2 separate regions of the Ovis aries genome follow, and region 1 is linked to region 2. A link is a contact called in public Hi-C data. All regions are on one chromosome and are shown on one strand. Each heading gives the region's core, a stretch centred on a gene start, on an enhancer-like site or on the middle of the called end of the contact. The rest is flanking DNA. Distances are from core to core; before and after follow the strand shown.

What was found. A called contact is a pair of places that touch in the nucleus more often than the background predicts.
Region 1: a Hi-C map of hypothalamus shows a contact between it and region 2, with 5 times the contacts expected there. The contact joins the promoter of LOC101117965 here to the promoter of RPLP0 in region 2. A contact is called at or near these places in 5 of 16 Hi-C or Micro-C datasets (blood, hypothalamus, liver and 2 more).

What each region holds. Positions count from the first base shown.
Region 1 is chr17:62,877,970-62,880,669 of ARS-UI_Ramb_v3.0, forward strand. LOC101117965 (cytochrome c oxidase subunit 6A1, mitochondrial) reads left to right here and starts at 1,448. Exons shown (of 3, transcript XM_004017415.4): 1 at 1,448-1,565; 2 at 1,711-1,853. The coding sequence starts at 1,463.
Region 2 is chr17:62,698,670-62,701,369 of ARS-UI_Ramb_v3.0, forward strand. It overlaps RPLP0 (ribosomal protein lateral stalk subunit P0), which reads right to left and starts at 1,357. Exons shown (of 8, transcript XM_027956613.2): 1 at 1,332-1,357; 2 at 967-1,068; 3 at 1-7. The coding sequence starts at 1,020.

The DNA of each region.
Region 1 (2,700 bases), core at 198-2,697, 180 kb after region 2:
AGGTTGAATAACTTCTCCAGGTGGAGCTGTGTCTTAAATTATTGTTTGTCAGATAAAGAAATGAATTCAGTGCATATTACATTCCCACTTTAGAGAAGAGGAACAGTTGAGGGCAGACCAGATTTGAACCCAGGATTTCCTGATGCTTGAGCTCAGATCCTTTCCACGGCTACACTGTAGGGCTTCACAGACCCTTTGACTCTTTTCCACGATGCCTAGAGATTTGACTATTGTAATTTCACCATAACATGCAAAAACCCAGGCTACTCAGAGAAAGGAAGATCAGGTTGTGAAGCTCTAGTAATATGATCCTGTTTTTGTTTTCATGAAACTGCAGGATGCATTTGTTTTATCTAACTTGCTCAAGGTCATACAGGCTGTGAGGGATGGGAACAAAATATGAATCCAGTCTACCCACATCAGAGTCTCTGTTTATTCCTCTAAGTAGGGGTTCTTAATTTGGAGCACAGGACTCTTAGGGGGTCTCTGGGTGCACTTTACAGTACCTTCTTCCCCTCTCATTGTGTGCTTAAACTGTGTGTGCTGAGGAGAAGTTGTATTAATATTTTATTTGAGGAAAGGATTCAGAGCTTTCATTATATTTTTAAAGGAACCTATGGTCAAGAAGTTTACTTTCATTTTTATGTATCTATTTTTTAAGATTTTGTTTATTTTTATTTGGCTGCACTGGGTCTTAGTTGCCACATGCCAGATCTAGCTCCCTGAGGAGGGATGGAACCTGAGCCCCCTGTATTGGGAGGGTGGAATCTTAACCACTAGACCACCAAGGAAGTCTCTCTTACGCATCTATTTTTTAACTTTTATTTTTAAAACTGTTTTTAGATGGGTAGAAGAAGAAGAAAAAAGAAGGGCAGGAAAGAATTGCAGAGATAAAGTATAAGAAGTGTCAATTGTTTCCCGTTGCTATTCATTTACTCAACATATTTGTGTTGAGCACCTGTTACTTGCCAGGCACGATCCCAGAGTTTGGGGATGCTGCAGTGGCAAAATCTCTTGTTTCCCCTGACAGATTATAAGCTGTGTGATGCCTACAAAATAATAATGATGACAATTATTATGTCCTAGTGTCTTGAAAAAAAAGCGGAGTCAGAGGATGAGGAGGGAAAAAGCATTTTAGATAGGGGATTTGTGCTTGGAACCTGTTGATTCGCACGGACTCCAACGAAGGGAGCGACCCTGGATGCCAGGGTGTCCTTCCACAAATCTTTTTTTTAATGCGCTCATCTTCACCGCGGTGCTGACCTTAGGAACAAGGTACGCACACAGGAGTGCTGAGCGCATGCTCCCTCTGGCTCCCGCTGCTCCGAGCTTTTAGGCTACAATGCGCAGCCTCCGCGGAAAAGGTACCACCCACTAGGAACTTCCTTTTGAGGTTGTAGTCCCACCCCCACAGCCAACATCCTATTTCCGCTTCCGGCGCTGCGGTGGACCCAGGTCGAAGATGGCGGCGGCAGCTGGATCTCGGGTTTCTGGGCTGCTGGGTCGTTCCCGCCTGCAGCTGAGTCGGTGTATGTCCAGTGGCGCCCATGGCGAGGAGGGCTCAGGTACTGGGACCGGGGTCGCGGGGCGGGCCTCAGGTCTGCTGAAGAGAAGAGCGGCGGGATTTTGACCTTGGCTCGAGGACTTGGGGAGGGAGGTGAGACGCGGGCGGCTCCTCGCCCGGCCTGAGCGGTCGTGCCCCCTCTGCAGCTCGCATGTGGAAGGCCCTCACCTACTTCGTGGCGCTCCCCGGGGTGGGAGTGAGCATGCTGAATGTCTTCCTGAAGTCGCACCACGGAGAGGAGGAGAGACCCGAGTTCGTGGCCTACCCCCATCTCCGCATCAGGTCCAAGGTACCCCCTTGCAGTCTCTTCAAGTGTCTGTTCGCCTTTCCCCAAATGCCCTAGTCCAAGTTCTTAATCCTCTAAAACGGTGGGTGCCGGGCGTGTACAGTTTCTCATTTAATCCTTCCAAACACATTTTTATTTTCTCCGGCCAGGCCTGAGTTTTCTTTTTTAAGGTCATACAAGTGCCCTTCGGTTTTTTCTTTCTCTGAGTCATCCCACCTTTTACCTTCTGATACTGTTAACAGTTGTCGGTTATACAAAACTTGGAGGTTTGTGAAATTACCTTAAGCTGGCAGAGTCGGAAGGCTCAGCCTTCAGGTTCACCTCTCTAAAACCTGGACATCTGACAGCTACTAGCTGCATAAGGAAGAGATTGACAGCTTCTGATCTTCACCTCTATGCTAGTTACCACCCTGACTGTGTCATTTTTTGACTCTTGATGTAGATATTTAACTACTATCTCACTTAGCTCAAGTGGAAAATTAAGCTGGATTCTTAAATTTAGAAAGAATTGATGAGTCTCAGCGCCACTGCCACCCTTGTCAATAGAATTAGAAGGCATACATACAGTGAAATGTCTTAACCTCAGTACCATTGACATTTGGGGCTGGATAATTCTTGTTGGGGCAAAGGGCAGTCCTGTGAGTTACAGGATATTAGGAACATCCTTGACTTCTAACCACTAAGTGGTAGTGGTACCCCCTCTTCAAGATGTCTCCAGATACTGGCCTGTGTCTCCACAAGAGCAGAATCATTCTGGGTTGGAAATCACTGCCCTGGAGCAATGTTTTTCAAAAGTACCACGCAGAATAGTGGAGGGTATGTTGCAGTTTCCAATCCAGAGATTTGTTTC
Region 2 (2,700 bases), core at 107-2,606:
GAAGTTGCTACAGAAACAAGCCGAAAACAAGCCGTGTTTCACAGGAGGAAAGAGGGAAACGGTTAAGAGAAACCAAATCCCGCAATCACCAGCTTCCATCTCACTCCCTTTCCTCTAAGCTTTTGAAATGACAGAGATTGGGACAGTGCCTCCTCCTATAGGCCACCTGAGTTAACACCAGTTTTGTCAAAGATTTGCGTGTTGAGTATAAACAGTAACTGTTTCTACAGTAAATTAAACAAATACTTGTAATTATAACTTTTGCTCTTTCCCCAATTACGAGGCATGTTTGATTCGCTAAATGACTGCCTTAACCAAAAAAAAAAAAAATACTGGTCCAGGTAAAGTCAGATTTACAGCAATCAAAATATAACATAAAGGAAGTATGTCAAAATAGTAACTTGTAGGACCTAGGTTGTGTGTATATAATCATTTTACAAAGTTTTCTGTTAAACTGAAAACCTGCATGATAAATGAGGAAGAACGCAAAAAACTAAACTCCACAACGCATCCTAAGGCTTGAAGAGCAGCGTGATTAGCATTTCTGGCCAGGCAAGACCCAACTCAAGGCCATCTAAATTAAAGAACTCACATAGTTTCTTGACTGACAGGCTCTAAATAGGCAACAACTTGCCCCATTATAATGAGTCACTCATAGCCTCAGACTTTCTCAAAGATGCAGACAGGACAAGAAAATTAGAACGAGTGCTACTTGAACCTAGACAGACTTGGGCTTGAATGTTCTTTACCTTAAGAGCCACTTCACCTGCCTGAGTCTGTTCATCTGCAACACTGGGAGGGGGAAGGGCATGGATCTCGGGAAATTGTAAAAATTAAATGAAATGTGCCTAAAATGACCTAATATAGCAGCTAGCAAGCAGGCGCTCAGCACACGGCAGCTGACCGTCCCCACCAGTGCCCGGGCCCGGGCAGCACGGTGGGCGGCGGGGCCTGCCCCAAACTTACGATGATCTTAAGGAAGTAGTTGGACTTCCAGGTCGCCCTGTCTTCCCTGGGCATCACGGCGGTGCGTCAGGGATTGCCACGCAGGGTTTAAAGACGATGTCACTGAGGAGAGAAAAGGAGCTCAAGCCACCCCGACACGCGTCCCCACAGCACGGCGGGCTCCAAGCCCAAGGTACACGCGGAGTAGGCCACGCGCGGGCGCCCGCCGCCCCGAGCCAGGGCTGCACCTGTCGCGGCGGCCGCCGCCGCACCCCCAAACCAAAGAGGCCGGACCCCGCGGTCCCCAAGAGCCTCCAAAAGAACCCCCAAAGACCCCCATTCTTCCCGCCACAGTTGCCGGTGCGAACGCAGCGAGACGGACGAACCTCACACGAGGACGCCTGGCGAGAGGAGGGCCGCGCGCCGGCGGGCATCTTTTATAGATGAGCGAAGCAGCCAATCAGAAGCCACAGGCAGAGCCCCCCGCCTATTGGCTGGTGCCAACGCCATTCTGAAGAAATCGGATAGATGCAGGCAGCCATTGGGTAGCATCCCTGCCACTCCAACCAACAGGAAGCTGCTTTTAAACGAGGTCGTTAAGGAGGACACTGCTGGGTGCTGGAGGCGCTTTCTCAGAGCTGCTGCCCTCTGCCGGGTGGGAGGCGCCGCCAGGTAGAGTTAGTGTTTGCAAGCTGAGTTCACGTTTCCTTTGGTCACCAGGCCAAGTCGCAACTACAGAGTATGACGTTGAGAAAGAACTCTCATGCTTTAGAAACAGGATGGTCTCTCGTCTCCTCTACAGTTTGTTCTTCCCCCTATCGAAACAAAGGGATCCTTTAAACCTAAGTCGGATCACTTCCTCATCTGCTCGCAATACTTTCGAGTCTCCCCATTTCCCTCCCAGAAAAAAACCTAAAACGTAAATGAGGCTACCTACAAGGCTCTACATGATCTGGTCCCCACCTCCACCCCATCATCTCATCTCCGATTTGCCTACTGACTCATTTCCTCCCAGCTGGGTGACGCTCCCATTTCAGGGCTCATGCACTGTCTATTCCCTCTTCCTAGAAGGCTTCCTGCCCATATCCACACCTCCGTTGCGTCTTGGCTCAATGATCACCTGCTGGAGGCCTACCCCCATCGCCCTATTCAAGATTACCCCCAAAACCACTCCAACTTCCCTCTTCCTCCGGTTTAACTTTTTGGTAGCACTTCCACCTAGTAACACACTAAATCACTAAAATAATTTGTCTCTCTCTCTGCCGTGAGCCTGGCACCTATGGGCATATAATAAACATTTGTTGAATGAATGGATGTAGAGTTTGCAGTCAGATAACCTGAATTCATATCCTTATTCTGTCACTTGCTAGGTTGGTCATCTTAGGAAGTGATTTCACCTTGCTGACCCTCTCTTTTCCTGTCTGTAAAATGAGGATAGTAGTATTCACACCCCATGAGGATTACGTGAGTTATGTGTTAACACAGTCCCTGGAATGTAGGAGGAAATCACTTAATGTCAACATATTTTATTACACTTTCATTCAACATTTATTTGAACAATTGTGCTATATCATTAAATATGTTTTTAATGAATAAGCTTAGAGCCTAGGGTGGGAAGGGGAGGGTGGTTCTCCCCAACTCCATCCTTTTAACTTGACCAAGTTAGAAACCCTGGTATTTTGTTTTCAAGCCTCCTGATGATGAGCCTGTATAGACAACTGCTGGAGTCCATTACTGCTAAGATCTCTTTTTAGT